3 separate regions of the Zea mays genome follow, and all the other regions are linked to region 1. A link is a contact called in public Hi-C data. All regions are on one chromosome and are shown on one strand. Each heading gives the region's core, a stretch centred on a gene start, on an enhancer-like site or on the middle of the called end of the contact. The rest is flanking DNA. Distances are from core to core; before and after follow the strand shown.

The links. A called contact is a pair of places that touch in the nucleus more often than the background predicts.
Region 2: a Hi-C map of bundle sheath shows a contact between it and region 1, with 3 times the contacts expected there. The contact joins two enhancer-like sites. A contact is called at or near these places in 3 of 25 Hi-C or Micro-C datasets (bundle sheath, endosperm and leaf).
Region 3: a contact with region 1 is called in a Hi-C map of ear, with 1.9 times the contacts expected there. The contact joins the promoter of LOC100382389 here to the enhancer-like site in region 1. A contact is called at or near these places in 3 of 25 Hi-C or Micro-C datasets (ear, leaf and tassel).

Annotation. Positions count from the first base shown.
Region 1 is chr7:12,659,524-12,664,647 of Zm-B73-REFERENCE-NAM-5.0, forward strand. No RefSeq gene overlaps it. Among protein-coding and RNA genes, the nearest start is that of LOC109940905, 11 kb to the right of the region's middle. Within about 2 kb of position 2,093, at least 19 of the 20 cell types and tissues checked have an H3K27ac peak or open chromatin away from gene starts, as enhancers often do. A contact at or near this core is called in bundle sheath, ear, leaf and 1 more, where this site is marked.
Region 2 is chr7:12,912,958-12,918,081 of Zm-B73-REFERENCE-NAM-5.0, forward strand. No RefSeq gene overlaps it. Among protein-coding and RNA genes, the nearest start is that of LOC118472905, 14 kb to the right of the region's middle. Within about 2 kb of position 2,839, at least 18 of the 20 cell types and tissues checked have an H3K27ac peak or open chromatin away from gene starts, as enhancers often do. A contact at or near this core is called in bundle sheath and leaf, where this site is marked.
Region 3 is chr7:12,475,751-12,480,874 of Zm-B73-REFERENCE-NAM-5.0, forward strand. It overlaps LOC100382389 (Receptor-like kinase-like), which reads left to right and starts at 2,171. Exons shown (of 1, transcript NM_001175134.1): 1 at 2,171-3,840. The coding sequence starts at 2,330. The coding sequence ends at 3,544.

The DNA of each region.
Region 1 (5,124 bases), core at 843-3,342:
CATCCACATATTGTAAATAGGCACAACCATTTTTAATGATGTGAGAAACAAGGACTACCAAAAGACCAATTAACAATAGCTAAAGGTAAGTGGGCAATGATGAAAGCAAATTCAGAACAACTATTTAGTCCTAGTATTCAACTATATTAAGTGTACTCGAACTGTTAGATAGTCATAGCTGGTGATGGGTTAGAGCTGTGGGAGTGGAACATAGGCCCCCAGGTCCCTCCCGGGCGACACGGGTGGCGAAACCCTAGCCGCTGTCTCCTACTCTCCCTCTCGTCCCTGTCACGACGGCCACCGAGACATTACACCCTCTTTGTCTCGCCACCGCCAGAGCTAGCCGCCGAGGAACTCTATAAACCCTAAAAATGAGTTAGGAGTTCATGTATTCCTTCTATGTCTTTTATAAGAAATAATACTAAGAAATTGGGTAAACATAAGATAAAATAGAAATACCTTCAATCTAGTAAGATAAGTTATTCTTCTCATGAAATTTAAGGAATGCTCTTAAATAAAAATATATTCAAGATTAAGTGACTCTCGGTAAAAGAGAATACATTATTTTCCCCTAAGTAAGTAAGGTAATGGATATTAATTTTAGTTAACTTGAAGTTTGATTACATACTCAAAAGTAATATTTTTCCTAAAATGAAATAAGTGTGTGCATGTCATATTTTGAGCTTTTGCCTAAACAAAGGAATAAAATAATCAAAGATATATATATATATATATATATATATATATATATATATATATATATATATATATATATATATATATATATATATATATATATATATATAGACACACTTAGCATTTATACCGATATTTTGGATGGTTGCATTTGAACATAAATTTGGAGTTTGGATTTTGAGTGTGCTTTTTGATTAATTTGAAGTTTAAATTTGAACCTAGAATAAAAATTTGAATTTGGAAAGGTTCAAAATAAATAGAAATGGAAATAAAATAGAAAATATAAAAAAATAAAAGAGTAACCTGCACCTGGGCCATCTCCTTCTCCCGGCCCAGTGACTCTGCTTCTCCCTTGCAGTTGTGCGACCTGATTACATGTTGGCCCAAACAAACCGCGCGGCCCATGGGGGAGGGAAAACATCAGCGCCGACTGGTGGGCCCAGTACTCCAAACACCACTGTGCGACCCAGTTTTCCCACCTGGCGGCCCACGCGCGCGCTCGGTACTCACCGTCAAGCGGGGCCCATCCCCAAGCCGATTCCACACGCACGCGTCGCTGGCACTGACATATAGGGCCCGTGTGGCAGACTCTCCGCTGGAGTGTTCGGGGTTTCGCGGGCACTGTCAGGTGGGGCTACCTCGTCAGATCGCTCATCCAGGCATCCAGCTTGGTTCGTTGCAAACCTCACGAGATTTCCGCCGCGATCTTCATCACTAACAAAACTCTTCGCGGACTCCCCGGCCTTCGGCCTATAAGTGCCCGGTCATCGCCCACCTCTCATCCACAACTGGCTAGCTTCGATGATGCGAGCCATGGGGGCATGGGCGCTATTCGCACCGCCATGCTCGACGAGCGGGGGGAGGGTGATTGGGTCCGCCATGGTTGACTCATGAATTGGGTGGAGCTCCAACCTTGGCGGTTGGCCTGGGGAATCACAGTAGCGCCCTGATGATGCCCGTGGTCTTCCCACCCCGGGAATTGGACCGTGAGCCGCTCAATTTCTCACCGGGGCAATGGCGACCGCCGTGGCACCACATCACATTGTGGTCGTGACCCTTGATGCATAATCACCGGTGAGTCCTCCCACGCAGGATTCAATGGGTTCTACTAATCGTTTATCCTATATCCGTTTCGGGTTTGGAACTTGGAATCGCCGATGGGGCTTACACCAGTGGGGCTCCGCCGTGGCCCTAGGCCTACGCCGCCACCCAGTGCCGACCGGGGGTAGGAGATGAAGATCTAGACGTTTGTGTGACTAGGATTGATCACCACTTACCCCTTCGTGCTAGGAAATTGTGACCATCGGATCCAATGGGAGCGGTGTAGATTAGTCAATCGCTGGGACAAACCTCGACCGTGGGTCTGAAATCCAATGGTTGTGAGCCTGTATCGGTTCACTTAAGGGACGATGTAATCTGGGCGGTCGGTTTTTGATCTAACGACCAGATCTGGCCGATACCTCTTCGGTGTGGACAATTTGCTAAAGAAACCCCACATTTTTCTCAAAACAGCCCCCCGTCCAAGACTATGTTAAGAATATTGCGGTTGGGTCCCGGAATTTATAGATTTGACCCTGATCTTTCGTAGAATAGTGCCCCTATTCCGGAGTCTTTAATTAAATATGAGAAAATGAATTTTTGGCATATAAACAATTCTAGAAAAATATTTATAAATCCATAACTCCTTTGTTTTAACTCTGAATTGATCTGTTCAAGTTGCATTAGCTTCGTATAAATATTTACTACGCAGTAACAATATTAGTTATATCATATTTCATACTTTTATAGTTAGATATTTATTTAAACTATGTTTACTAAAGTGACTCTTCTACTAAAAGCTAACCTGCCTATATTTGCAATCTAATTAAAATAAGATTAAAGTCCGAATTGATCGCTAGTCAAGTTATAAGCAAGATTAAAGTTGAATTAGTTATTTCTTTGGATTATCTTTATGGAATCAACACAAAACCTAGTGTTAAATACTTAATCACGTAGGTCTTCCAAAAATCACAACTTTATAACCGTAACTCCGAATGTAGTGGATCTCGAACCCACGATCTCGTAGCGACGCAGAAATTATTATTATGCATCTTGTGCTTATATTTGGTGTGATGTTAATTTTGCCTATACTATGTTTGTTTGTATTACTACATTTAGTAGTGAGGTCATGAGTCACCTGAAGATCACCCTAGTACCTGGAATCTCAAGTCCCAGGCAAGTTGTGCCCTTGATCACTTTTATTTACCCAATAATGTTCTCTATAATCATCTTGGCATGCATAGGCTTAATTTTGATGGGACCTGATAGGTCACCCTAGTTTGGTTATCTTTACACCTTGCTTACCCCTAAACTTTTGGGTAGTCTTTGCTATTGCGCTATATATGGTTTTGGGTGGTTAGATAACTATTACACATCGTCATTCTTTATTATTATTGTTCTATTTCTGTTCATGATAAGACCATTATGTTAATTGGAACATCAAGCTTAACTTGGGAAACACGTGCCGCCACAAGGGTGGAATGGGACACCCTTGGTTGACTAATTAGGATAGCTAGTGGAAGACTACCTTACCCGAAAGGGCAAGGGTAGTAGGGGAGTAGGCGTGTATCAAGGTTCTCGGGTTGATTTTGTTGCGATGGTGGTCAGACGAGGGATTCCTGCATTGCTCTTCCTAAAAACTGTAGCGGGTTTTCGGAAGCTAGTGGAACTTTGTAAATGCCTCGTAGTGTTACCCTGCCTCGCTTCCTTGGTAGAGTTGTATGGGGCCCGTACAACCCCATGGCAGATGGGTAACATGACTTGTGGGTAAAGGGTACCACCTCTGCAGAGTGTAAAACTGGTATACTAGCCGTGCTCGCGGTCATGAGCAGCTCAAGACTCTTGCATGATTAATTTATAGAATTAAATTCAATTTGTCATTTGCATTGCATTGTGGATTATTATGAATTTTGATATATTATTACTTTGGTTTGGAATCTACTTATACTTAGTAACTGTTAATAAAATTTTGACCAACTTTAAAAGCGATGCTCAACTTTAACCATCCTCTTTGGTAAGCCTTACACTTCACCTGGGCTGCCACCTTTGTCGAGTTCATGCACATTATTCCCCACAACTTGTTGAGCGATGAACGCATGAGCTCACCCTTGCTGTCTCACCCCCCACAGGTCAAGAACAGGTATTGCAGGATGAGGCGCATGGAGGATGCTGTGATGATTCGTGAGAGGTCTAGGCCGTCGTCTCCCAGTCAACTTTGGGTTGGTGGATCTTTGTCTTCGTATGATGTAATTATTTAATTATTTTGTATAGAACTCCTATTATATAGTAAAGATGTGACATTCGTTTCTGTACCATGAGTCATCATATATGTAAGACTTGGTCCTAGCACACTTGGTGATTATGTCCATGCCCGGGCTTTAGATCCGGGTGTGACAAACTCGCGCGACTCACGGTGATGGTGGTGGCGAGGTTTTTTGGCTGGCCCCTGTGTCTCTTTCTCCTTCCGTGCCGGCGAGGTGAGGGCCTGACGACGGCACCTCCTGCGCGCCCACGTGGCTGCCCTGCGGCGATGGCGGCGCCTGCTCGCCCGGGACGGCTTGCACGACCGTGTGCGCGGCTGGCCCACGTCGGCAACTGCACGCAGCGGTGGCGGAGCCTGCGTGCCCACGACGGCTGGAACGGCCGCGCTCCTGTGGCTGCCAGTGGCGGCGCCTACGCGCTCTTAGCTAGTCTGTGGCGGCGGTGGTGGTGCGCTACGCGGCTGGCCCACGACAGCTTGCATGACCGCGTGCTTGCGGTTAGTCTGCGTCGGCGACAGTGGTCGCGCGCTCGCGTGGCTTTCCTATGGTGGCGGCGAATCTAGGCCCCATCGGCCTAGATCTGGATCTGCGCCTTAGCAATGGTTGTCCTTGCGAGGTGCATGTTGGTGCGCAACGGTGGCGGTGCACCCGGCAACAGCTGGTTTCGATGGCCGCGGGTGCCAGGGGCAGCGGCGACAGCTAGTAGGCGATAGTGTGGCGCACACGACAAGGTGTTCCCTTGTTCCATATGCCCAGCCGGAGGGATGGCAGCTGACACAGCTTTGCGGCTATGCGCCTCGGTGCCCCTCTAGAGGGGTTTGCGCGGAGGACAGGGCGGTGGCGGCGGCGAAGGCTGCATGCTTTGACCTGAGTTTCTGATCTAACGATGTGCTGGAAGGCATTTTGGACAATCGCCTCGGTGACGGTGACACTCATGTGCATCACTTTCCTTATTGAGGGCGTCACATTGCTCTGTCTTTCATGGGCGAAAGCCCGGTCCATCTTGGACATGTGATGTTGGCGTCCTAGACGCCACTCTCTTCCTGGAGGCGTTACGTTTGAGTTCGTCTCGGCCTCGATGTTGCCTTCGTCTCCTGCTATTACGTTCAAAAAATTAGCTAGTGACAAC
Region 2 (5,124 bases), core at 1,589-4,088, 250 kb after region 1:
GATGCTAAGATACAAGAGATCAAGGATCTGATTAACGAAGGTCGAGGTCCAGAATTCACGGAGGATGAGCAAGGCACCATATGGTTCAAGGACAGGATATGTGTTCCTAATATTGAAAGCCTTCGAGAGACTATTTTAAAGGAGTCCCATGACTCGGATTATTCTATTCATCCTGGTAGTACCAAGATGTATTAGGATTTGAAGCGAAAGTATTGGTGGTATGGATTGAAGAGAGATGTGGCTGCACATGTGGCTTTGTGCGATGTGTGTCAAAGAGTTAAGGCTGAACACCAGAGGCCAGCTGGACTATTGCACCCGCTTAAGATATCCGAGTGGAAGTGGGAAGAGATTGGTATGGATTTCATTACTGGATTGCCTCGCACCCAGAAACGATATGATGCTATATGGGTGATTGTGGATAGATTGACTAAAGTGGCTCACTTCATTCCTGTCAAGACTACTTATAAAGGTTCTTAGCTAGCAGAGTTATATATGGCTCGGATTGTGTGTTTGCATGGAGTACCAAAGAAGATCGTGTCTGATCGAGGTTCACAGTTTACCTCAAGATTTTGGAGAAGTTTCCATGAGAATATGAATACAAAGTTGAACTTTAGTACGGCTTATCACCCTCAGACTGATGGACAGACTGAAAGGACTAATCAAGTACTGGAGGATATGTTGAGAGCTTGTGCCCTTCAGCATGGAGGAAGTTGGGGTAAAAGTCTACCATATGCTGAGTTCTCATATAATAATAGCTATCAGGCCAGTCTGAAGATGTCACCTTTTGAAGCTCTATATGGGAGGAAGTGCAGAACTCCTCTATATTGGGACCAGACTGGAGAAAGACAGTTCTTTGGGCCCAAACTAATTCAAGATGCAGAAGAACAAGTTCGTCTGATTCGAGAAAATTTGAGGGTAGCTCAAACCAGGCAAAAGATCTATGCTGATAACAGAAGGAGGCCACTGGAATTTGAGGAAGGAAATTATGTGTACCTCAAGGTGTCACCACTTCGTGGAATGAGGAGATTCAAAGTTAAGGGCAAATTATCCCCTCGCTTTATTGGACCATTCATGATCTTTAGGCGAGTTGGGGAGATGGCATACCAACTCGAGTTACCTGATAATCTATCTGATGTGCATAATGTATTTCATGTGTCTCAACTTAAGAAGTGCCTCTGTGTCCCTGAGGAACAGTTACCAATGGAAGAGCTCAGTGTTCAGGGTGATTTGACTTACACGGAGTATCCTATCAAGATTCTTGACACATTGACTCGAGTTACAAGAAATAAGGTGATAAAGATGTGTAAAGTGCAATGGAGTCACCATGGAGAAGATGAAGCTACTTGGGAGAGAGAAGAAGAGCTTCGGATAGATTTTCCTCATCTTTTCACTAGTTCCTCCTAAATCTCGAGGACGAGATTCTTGTTAAGGGGGGTAGGATTTGTAATACCCAAAACTGTAGAATGAAAATATAGTGGAATTACATATATGTTTTTGCCCCTGTTTATTATAACATGTGAACAACATATTTAAAAGTGGACAACTAAATCAAAGACACAAAAAAACTTATGCATCATTCTGGAGTTTATTTGATTGTGCATCTATAAATAATAAAATTAATAATATAAAAAACAATACATTGATATACAAACTAGAATTTAAAACCTAAATGGGGAGCAAAACTTTGGAGAAAGAGAAGAGAATACCACATAAAATAAAGGAAATAAATATATTCTTTTATCATAAGATTTGAATTTGTACATTGATATATGTGCAAGTCACAACCAAATTTAAATTCTAAATTCGAAATCAAAAATGGGAAAATGAAATAAAAAAAGAAAAGAAGAAAGAACGTGAATGGGTCCAAACTTTTCCCTCAGCCCACTCCTATTTCCCTAACCGGTCATTGCCCTGTTATACCGCACGACCAGGCTCACGCCTCCCTAGAGTGCGCCGACGGGTGGGCCCGCTCGGTCGGTGACTCTGGTGCGCGCCTGCATCCGTTCGTCGACACTGGCAGCGGGACCCTATCGTCAGGTGCGTCTCCTTCCCCTTGCGTTTAGGAGTTTGTTGCAGCGAACGCCGAGTCCACCGGAGTCTGTTCGATTCGGTGGGTCCGTGATGGGGGATTGACTGGGGGCGGAATCTTCAGCGCGCATAAAGGGCGAACCCATCCCCTCTAATCTAGACCCTATTCCTCCACTTGAACCCCACCGTTGGCGTGAACACCGAGCGAAGAACCAAAAGAAAGTCGCCGCCACCGCTGTACTTCCTCCTCACCGTCGTTCAATGCGCCGACATTAGCTGTTGGGCTTCGCGATGTCAACGGGGCGGGAATCAGAGCCTCGCCAGGGGAGATTGGGAAGCGGGGTTGAGGTTTCGCTCTCGAAATTAAGACTCATGACCGATTCGACCGAGTCCTAGACCATCAGCGTCGCTGCTTCCTCCGCCGTTGAGGTAACCTTCATCATGTCCACTCTCGTCTCCGCCTTCTCTAGGTCCTGTTAGGACGCGTGATTAGGTACGGTTGGGAGCTTAATTGCTCGCCGGTGGCGGGCAGAGTCACCGTGTCACCTTGTTCGGGCGCAGGGGGGGTTTGAGCGGGCAGATCCATACGGGTTGGCTAGCGGCGTCATGGCGTTCGGTCCTCGGTCGTGTTCGTTAGAACCATATGGCTCATAGGACGACGTAGCCAACGCCGACGGGGCTTACTCCGTTGCGGTGACATGTGCGCCACTCAGTGCGCTGACAGGAGGTAGGAGACGACTAGGTACCGGTCGACAGTAGCTTGGGGGAGAAGCATATGCCGTTGATATCTAGTTCAACGGCTAAGATTAGGAGCTGGCGTACTGATTGGGGAAACTGTCATGGAACGTTAGATCGTGATCCAGTGGCGCGGAGTGGATCTATGACTCATTAAATTCGGGTCGTTCACTGTTGATCCAACGACTTCACGCGCGTTACGTTTCATAAAACTTAGATTCAATCTGATGGATCCACGTCTGATCCAACAGCCCATTGTGGCCGATACCTCTTCGCAGCGCTAGTTTACATAGGGGACCCTAGAAAATCTAGGAATCAACCCGCCGTCCGTGTGGACTGTTTCCTGAGTCTTAGAAGTTTTACCCTGTAGCCCCTACACTTTCTGGAAAATGAGGCCCAGTCCAGTACAGTTTGAAATTGAATAAATAAATTGGAAAATAGATTTTTAATATGAAAATAAATGCTAGGAATTGTAAAATTCATAGCAAATTCATATGAACTCCAAATTAGTCCATTCCAGTTCCTAAAATTTTGTAGTATTATTCTCTATCGCTTAGAGTCTCTGTTTTGTCATGACAACAGTAAGAAAAATAATTTCTCATTTAATTCTATTTCAAGCACATAAAACCTTTGGAAATTCATATCTCAAAATCTATAACTCCAAAAATTATGATTTCTGTTCCTAGGATTTTATTTTAATGTGTATATTATTAGTATGTATTTTCCTTACATGTTTGGTGTGATGTTAATTTTCTCTATATTGTGCTTGTTTATATTGTGGCGAGTAGAAGAACCTGTGAGTGAGGATCATAGTGACCAGCAGATAGAAGTAGCTGAGCAGGAGCTCATTGAAGGCAAGTTGTGCCCTTGACCACTTTTTACCCAATAATGCTCTTTAATGTCACTTATTCATGCATAGGTTAATTTTGATGGGACCCGATAGGTCACCCTAGATTGTTTATCTCATTACCTTGTTTACTCCTGAATCACTTGGGTAGTTTGCTATAGTTTTACATGGTTTTGGGATAATCATTTATTATATCCATGTTCCAGTTATTTTGTTATTCTATTTATGTTCATGTCAAGATCATTAATGTTAATTGGAACATGGAGCTTAACTTGAGAAACACGTGCCACCACAAGGTTTTAATGGGACACCCTTGGCTGACTAATTAGGAAAGCTAGTGGAAGACTACCTTACCCGAAAAGGGCAAGGGCAGTAGGGGAGTTGCATGCATGAAGGTTCTCAGGTTGATTTTGCTGCGATGGCGGTCAGACGAGGGATTCTTGCAAGTGCTCTTCCCATAAACTGTAGCGCCTTTTCGGAAGCTAGTGGAACTTTGTAAATGCCTCGCAGTGTTGCCCTACCTCGCTTCTTAGGTAGAGGTGTATGGGAGTCGCGATACCTTGGCAGATGAGTAACATGACTTGTCGGTAAAGGGTACAACCTCTGCAGAGTGTAAAACTGGTATACTAGCCGAGCTCACGGTCAAGAGCAGCTCATGACTCTCTAATGATTAATTTATGGAACTTAAATTCAATTTTGTCATTTGCATATGCATGGGATTATTATTAGTTTTGTTCTACTACTTTATTTAAGGTTTGGTATTCACTGACATCTAGTAACTGCTAATAAAATTTTGACCAACTAATTAAAAGCAATGCTCAGCTTTAACCCCTGTTGTTGATTAGCCTTACACATCATATGAACTCCTACCTTTGGTGAGTTCATGCCCACTGGTTCCCCATAACTTGTTGAGCTATGATCATGTGTGAGCTCACCCTTGCTGTCTCACACCCCCCATAGGAGAAGAACAGGTGGTTCTGGAGGAGCCACAAAGCGAGGAGTTTGATCTGTTCTAGGTGGCGTTTCCCCAGTTGACTCTTGGGCCAAGGATTATCCTTAGTTCGTTTTATATTTATCTTTTATTTTGTAATAAGAATTCCGCTATGTAATAATTACTCTGATGATATTGTGACATTTATCTCTATACTCTCTGTTATTATATATGTTGTCTTCTTGGCGCATGTAAGAGATGCATCTAGCTTTGTTCCTTAAAGTCGGGTGTGACAGAACCTACCCTTTGAAGCCCTCTCTTTTCCATCTCTGTTCAAGGATAATGCCTCATCTATTTCATCATTGACTGCTCCCCCTTCTTTAACACCTTGCAAGTTTTATCTAAAATACATTCATTGGTTGTGTGTTTTTTGTTATCGCCTTAACCCTTGTCATCCATCGATCTTTACCTTGATGCTTATCATGTACCTGTATTTTAAAGCTTCCTCTCCCATTTGAGTTCAGGAGTGTTGTCTTAGCCCACCTGCTCTTATTTGTTCCCTATTCCTCTGTCATGTTGCAAG
Region 3 (5,124 bases), core at 921-3,420, 180 kb before region 1:
GTACTAGGTGTTTAAGCATTAAGTATGTAGAATTCCATCTAACATTCATGTCAACACCAAACTTACGAGGACGAATAGCCATACTCATACAATAGCTTTTATATGCAACTATTCGTTGATTTGAAGCATTTAAAAAGGTTATAGCAGTTCTAAAGTCATCAATATAAGCTTTCAAATGTTGAAGACCAGCTTTAACAATTAAATTAATAACATGATAGGAACATCTTTGATGCAAGAACATAGTGCACAAGTCATCATCAGTAGGTGTAAAAGAATCATCATCAGTCACAACAGGAGCAGGCACACCAAGGTAACCAGACAAGAAAGGTCTCAGATATTTCATGGCAGTATTGTTTGATGAAGCATTATCTAAGGTGATTGCAAATACTTTATCAGTTAAAGCATAATCATCTATCACAGTAGCAACCAGATTAGCAATACTAACACCACTATGTTTACCATCAATTAACCTTAGACCAAGCAACCTTTTTTCTATTTCCCAGTGAGAATTCACAAAATGAGCAACTACACTTAAATAGTTTTCCTTAGCCTTGCCAGCCCAAATATCAGAGGTTAGACAAACAGATGTAACATCAGTTTTCGAAGTACCAATTAAGTTTACCTTACGCTCATTATATAACTTAATCATGTCCCTAGCAGTGGTTTGCCTAGAAACATGCACAAATCTAGGGTTATGTGCATGAGTGATGTATTCTTGAAATGCATCAGTGGAGCCATGCCATAGAGGTAGATCATATCTAGCTATCAAACGACAAAGTTCATTCCTTGCAACAGAAGGACAGTACTACCAACGCTGCAAAGAACCATCGGGGTTGTACTTAAGCACAGTTTGGGTTTGGCCAAAGCGATCGTGTGCCTTCTTAGCACTACAATTGTGTCTAAGCAAGTGACCAGTACCAGAAGAGGATCTAGCACTTAATGTCTCATGACAGAACTTGCATCGAGCAGCATACCTTACACGCTTACCATTTACCAGATTGGTTAACTCGTCGAAATTGTTCCAAACTTTGGATCTCTTCCTTGAGCCGCCAGCAGCAGAGGCAGTGGTAGATGCTGGTGGGCTCGTGGAGTCCATAGCAGTGCCTGTTCTAGAGGCGACGAATTCCTCGAGCTCAATAGGATTTAAATGAGTGACACCAACACCCATTAAGGCTTGTCTAGCATCCATCGCCTCATTGTGGTCCTCAAGCTGTCGCTCCTCCGCCTCTACAGCCGGGTCAAGATCCATAGCCTTGAGAGCTTGACCTCGACAACGAGCACGAGGAGCACAGCTGGAGTCCTCGACCAGTCGACCTCGCGCACACCGCACACGTCTCCGACTCCTCAACGACTACACGGCACCGGATTTCACCGATACCTATGTTGAGGAACACACCGGAAGAATTAGGGTTAGGAGTAGGGCCCGATGAACGCACCGACAGAATCATAGAATAGGGAAGGGAAAGGAGTAGGGCCCGAGGAACTCACCTTGTGCAGTCGAAGCACCGGAGACGACAGACGATGGCCGAGATCCGTGGAGCGAGGAACACCGGAGGGGATTAGGGTTAGGAACACCGAAGAGGACTGGGAGAGGAAGGTAAGTATAGATGTCCAAGCACGGCGGGGGCGCCCGGCGGGCAACTGAGTCCAAGCACAGAGGACAGAGGAGACACCGGCTGACGGCGGCGATCCGTAGATCCAAGAGGGGAGAGGAGATTAGGGTTCGGGCGGAGTCGTCGATGCGAGGGCGAGAGGCGGAGAGGCTGAGACTGAGAGCATAAATGCGAGCGTAAATGCGAGGGCGAGAGGCGGGGTGGGGCTGGGAGCCTGGGAGTGGGACGCGCCGCGCGCGGCCGGTTAACATTACCGGGCTGCCACGTGCCTCCCCCTTAGACGGGCCGGGTCGGGCTAAACCCGACGGGCTGAAATCCTTGGCCCAGCCCGACACGACGAACGGGCCGGGCTTGTCCAGACACGTTTGAAACCGGGCCATGTCGATGCTGGGTTAGGCCATTTTTCATGCCGTGTCGCGGACCACTCGGTGGGCTCGACCGAGATGGATATCTATAACGCCGGCACATCCATAAAAGGCACCATTAAATCTTTGGCTATTAGGACGCTTCTCTCCTCCCAAACCCCACATCTCAGCAAGGGCCCCGTCGGCTAGCGCCGCATCCGCAGACCGCAGCCGTCGACGCAGACCCTCTTCGGCAGCCGGTGCTTCCCCGTTCGCCGCATTTTGTACTCCCCGTCTCTTGTGCTCATCCATCCCTAACCTCACCTTCCCCACTCTTAGCTTGCAGCGCGTCCCTTCCCCGCTCCCGGCGCCATGGACTGCGCAAAGGGGAGGGCGGTGGCGGACCTCTACGACGAGGTGATGGTGGAGATCCTCTCGCGCGTGCCCGTCAAAGACCTCCGCCGTTGCACGTGCGTGTGCAAATCTTGGCGCAACCTCATCACCGACCCCCTCAACCGCAAGAAGCTGCCCCAGACCCTGGAAGGCTTCTTCCACGGCGTCGTCGGAGGGCCTCACAGCTACGGCCAATTCACCAGCCTGTCGGGGAGCGGAGAACGCGTGGCTCCGGTCGACCCTTCCTTCTCCTTCATCACGGCAATGCTGCCTGGCGTGGAGCGCATGGTCCTCTTGGATTCTTGCAACGGGCTCCTGCTCTTCGGGTGCACCCGGGAGGACAAGTTCGGGTACATCGTGACAAACCCTGCGACCGAGGAATTGATGACTGTGCCCGCCAGCTCCGGCTCTTGTCCCCTTCCACCTCCATTTGAAAGGGACATGGTTGGTGGGGAAAGATATGCGCACACCTTTCTGATGTTTAACCCTGCTGTCTCCTCGCACTTCCACTTGGTCCAGATCTGGGAGAATAAGGCGGCGAAGGAGGTGGAAACGGTGCACTCTTACTCGTCTGAAACCAAGGCATGGAGTGACAGGTCAAGCAAGTGGGGGCGAGGTGAAGAGGGCGGTGAATGGGAGCTGTGGGGTGAATCCGTGATTGGATTCATGTGTGGCTGGACATTGGTCGATGGTCTGCTGCATTTTCTTGCCTTCGATCTTCAGAAAGAAGAGACTGTGATAATTGCAGTGGATGGGGAAGGGGAAACTCGTAGGATCATCGGCTGGCATGGTAAGGATGTGAGAGCAATTGTTTTTATTGGTGAATCCCAAGACCATCTACACTGCATCGGTGTGAATGTGCAATTAGATCAAGGCTCTGAAGTGCGCTTCACGCGGATGTCGATCTGGGTTCTTGAGGACTATGATACACAAGCATGGATCTTAAAGCACAATGTGAGCTCTTTGCAGTTCTTTGAATTACTGAGTCACCCAATCAAAGACTTCCATATTGTGGCCATTCATCCATATCACAATTCGTTCATCCTTATTCAGCACTGGAACCAGAAACTTGTATCATATAACATGGATACTCAGGAACTGCATGGTCTCGGCACTCTTGGAAAGGGCTATGCGGTTATTACCCCTTACATACCCTGTTTCTTGGAGTCATCGGTTCTTGCCACCAAACACTGAGGTTGTTGTTTCTCGGGGACTTCTCTGCATGTTCAACAAGAGCCTGATCATCCAAGTGTGGGGCAAGGTGATCTAGTATGATGGTGCTTTAATGTCCTTTTGTAATGCTTTGAGAAAGCTGTTTACAGGGCAACATGGTTAGTTCCATGATATATCAGTGAGAAAGCTGTTTACAGGACAGCATGGTTAGTTCTATGATATATCAAATTAGATCACACTTAATTGCTGGTCAGTATAGGTATTAGCTTCGATATTTTGTTGTGATTATTCAATATTGAATGCGCACCTATGGTATTACCCTGTGTGTTCAGCTTGTTGGCTTTTCCCCTCTGTTTTTTCTTCTTCTTAATATAATACTCCCTCCGCTCTAATTTATAATTCATTTGATTTTTTACCCTAAGTTTGACTGTTGTCTTATTAAAAAATCATAATTATTGTTGATCTTTGATGTGATATTGTTTAGCATTTAATATACTTTAAATGTGGCTTTGAATTTTTCATTTTTTCCGCAAAAAAATAATGAATAGGACGAGCCGGTCAAATATGGCACAAAAAAGTCAACGAATTATAATTTGGAATGGAGGATAATTTGGGATGGAGGGAGTAATACGTAGCTCTGCGTGTTGTAAAAAATAATAAATATTCTGCACATATAAAAAAGGAGACTAGAGCATAAATGTTGAGGTAACTTTCTTTTTTAATACTACAGGTCTTGTTCACATTTTCCATTTATTTAAGGAAATTTCATTTCTGAAAACCTCCTATTTAATACTACTTCAAGAACTGAGCACATGTGTCTTGCATTTCCAATCCTGTTTCACCAACGGGAGAAGAAACGTCTTTTTTTAGTGTAATTGTTCTTTGAATGTAAATTTTATTGTTGAAACAATCTTTGACGCTAACTATTCTAAGGTCAGGTTTTATAGTATGTAGTCGTGTCTTGCTTGACCATGTGTATTTATACTTTTCTTCTAACTTCTATGTTGATGCTTGGTAAGAACTCTATAAAATTTGACCCCATGACATATAATATAACTGTTTGAAATCGACAAGTTACTGTAAAATTTATAAGAATCGCTTTGCCCTTAGCTAAAGAGCTCATTATGCACCCTGGAAAATGGTATGTACAGTACATCTCTGCCTTTTTGCATAGAATCCTATTTTATTTCCTTTTTAATTGCGCCCTTGTATCTTTTTAAAAGAAGTTAGATAAATCCTATTATGTTTATGGTGGCATCTGCACTGTTGGATGTAAAGAGGAAACTAGCGTGAACTTACTAGTTTTGTACAGCGAATTGTGGAAGGCCTCAGTTGGATGGCACAAAACAAAAATAAAGAGGCTGAACCAAAATTTGAACATGTCCCAAACTTTTACTGCATCATGCTATTAGTATTAGTAAATGATAATCCAATACTGGCAAGTAAGATAGGTGATTATTCGTATATCTTTTGGGCCAAGTGGTGGAGCCCGTCCAGAATTAAAGCCTAGGCACTCATCGAGCATGAGCGGTTGGCAGACTGGGGCTGGTTCAAGGATTGACAGCAAGCCTCGGCCACATTCTTGTGCGGTTGTGCTCTAC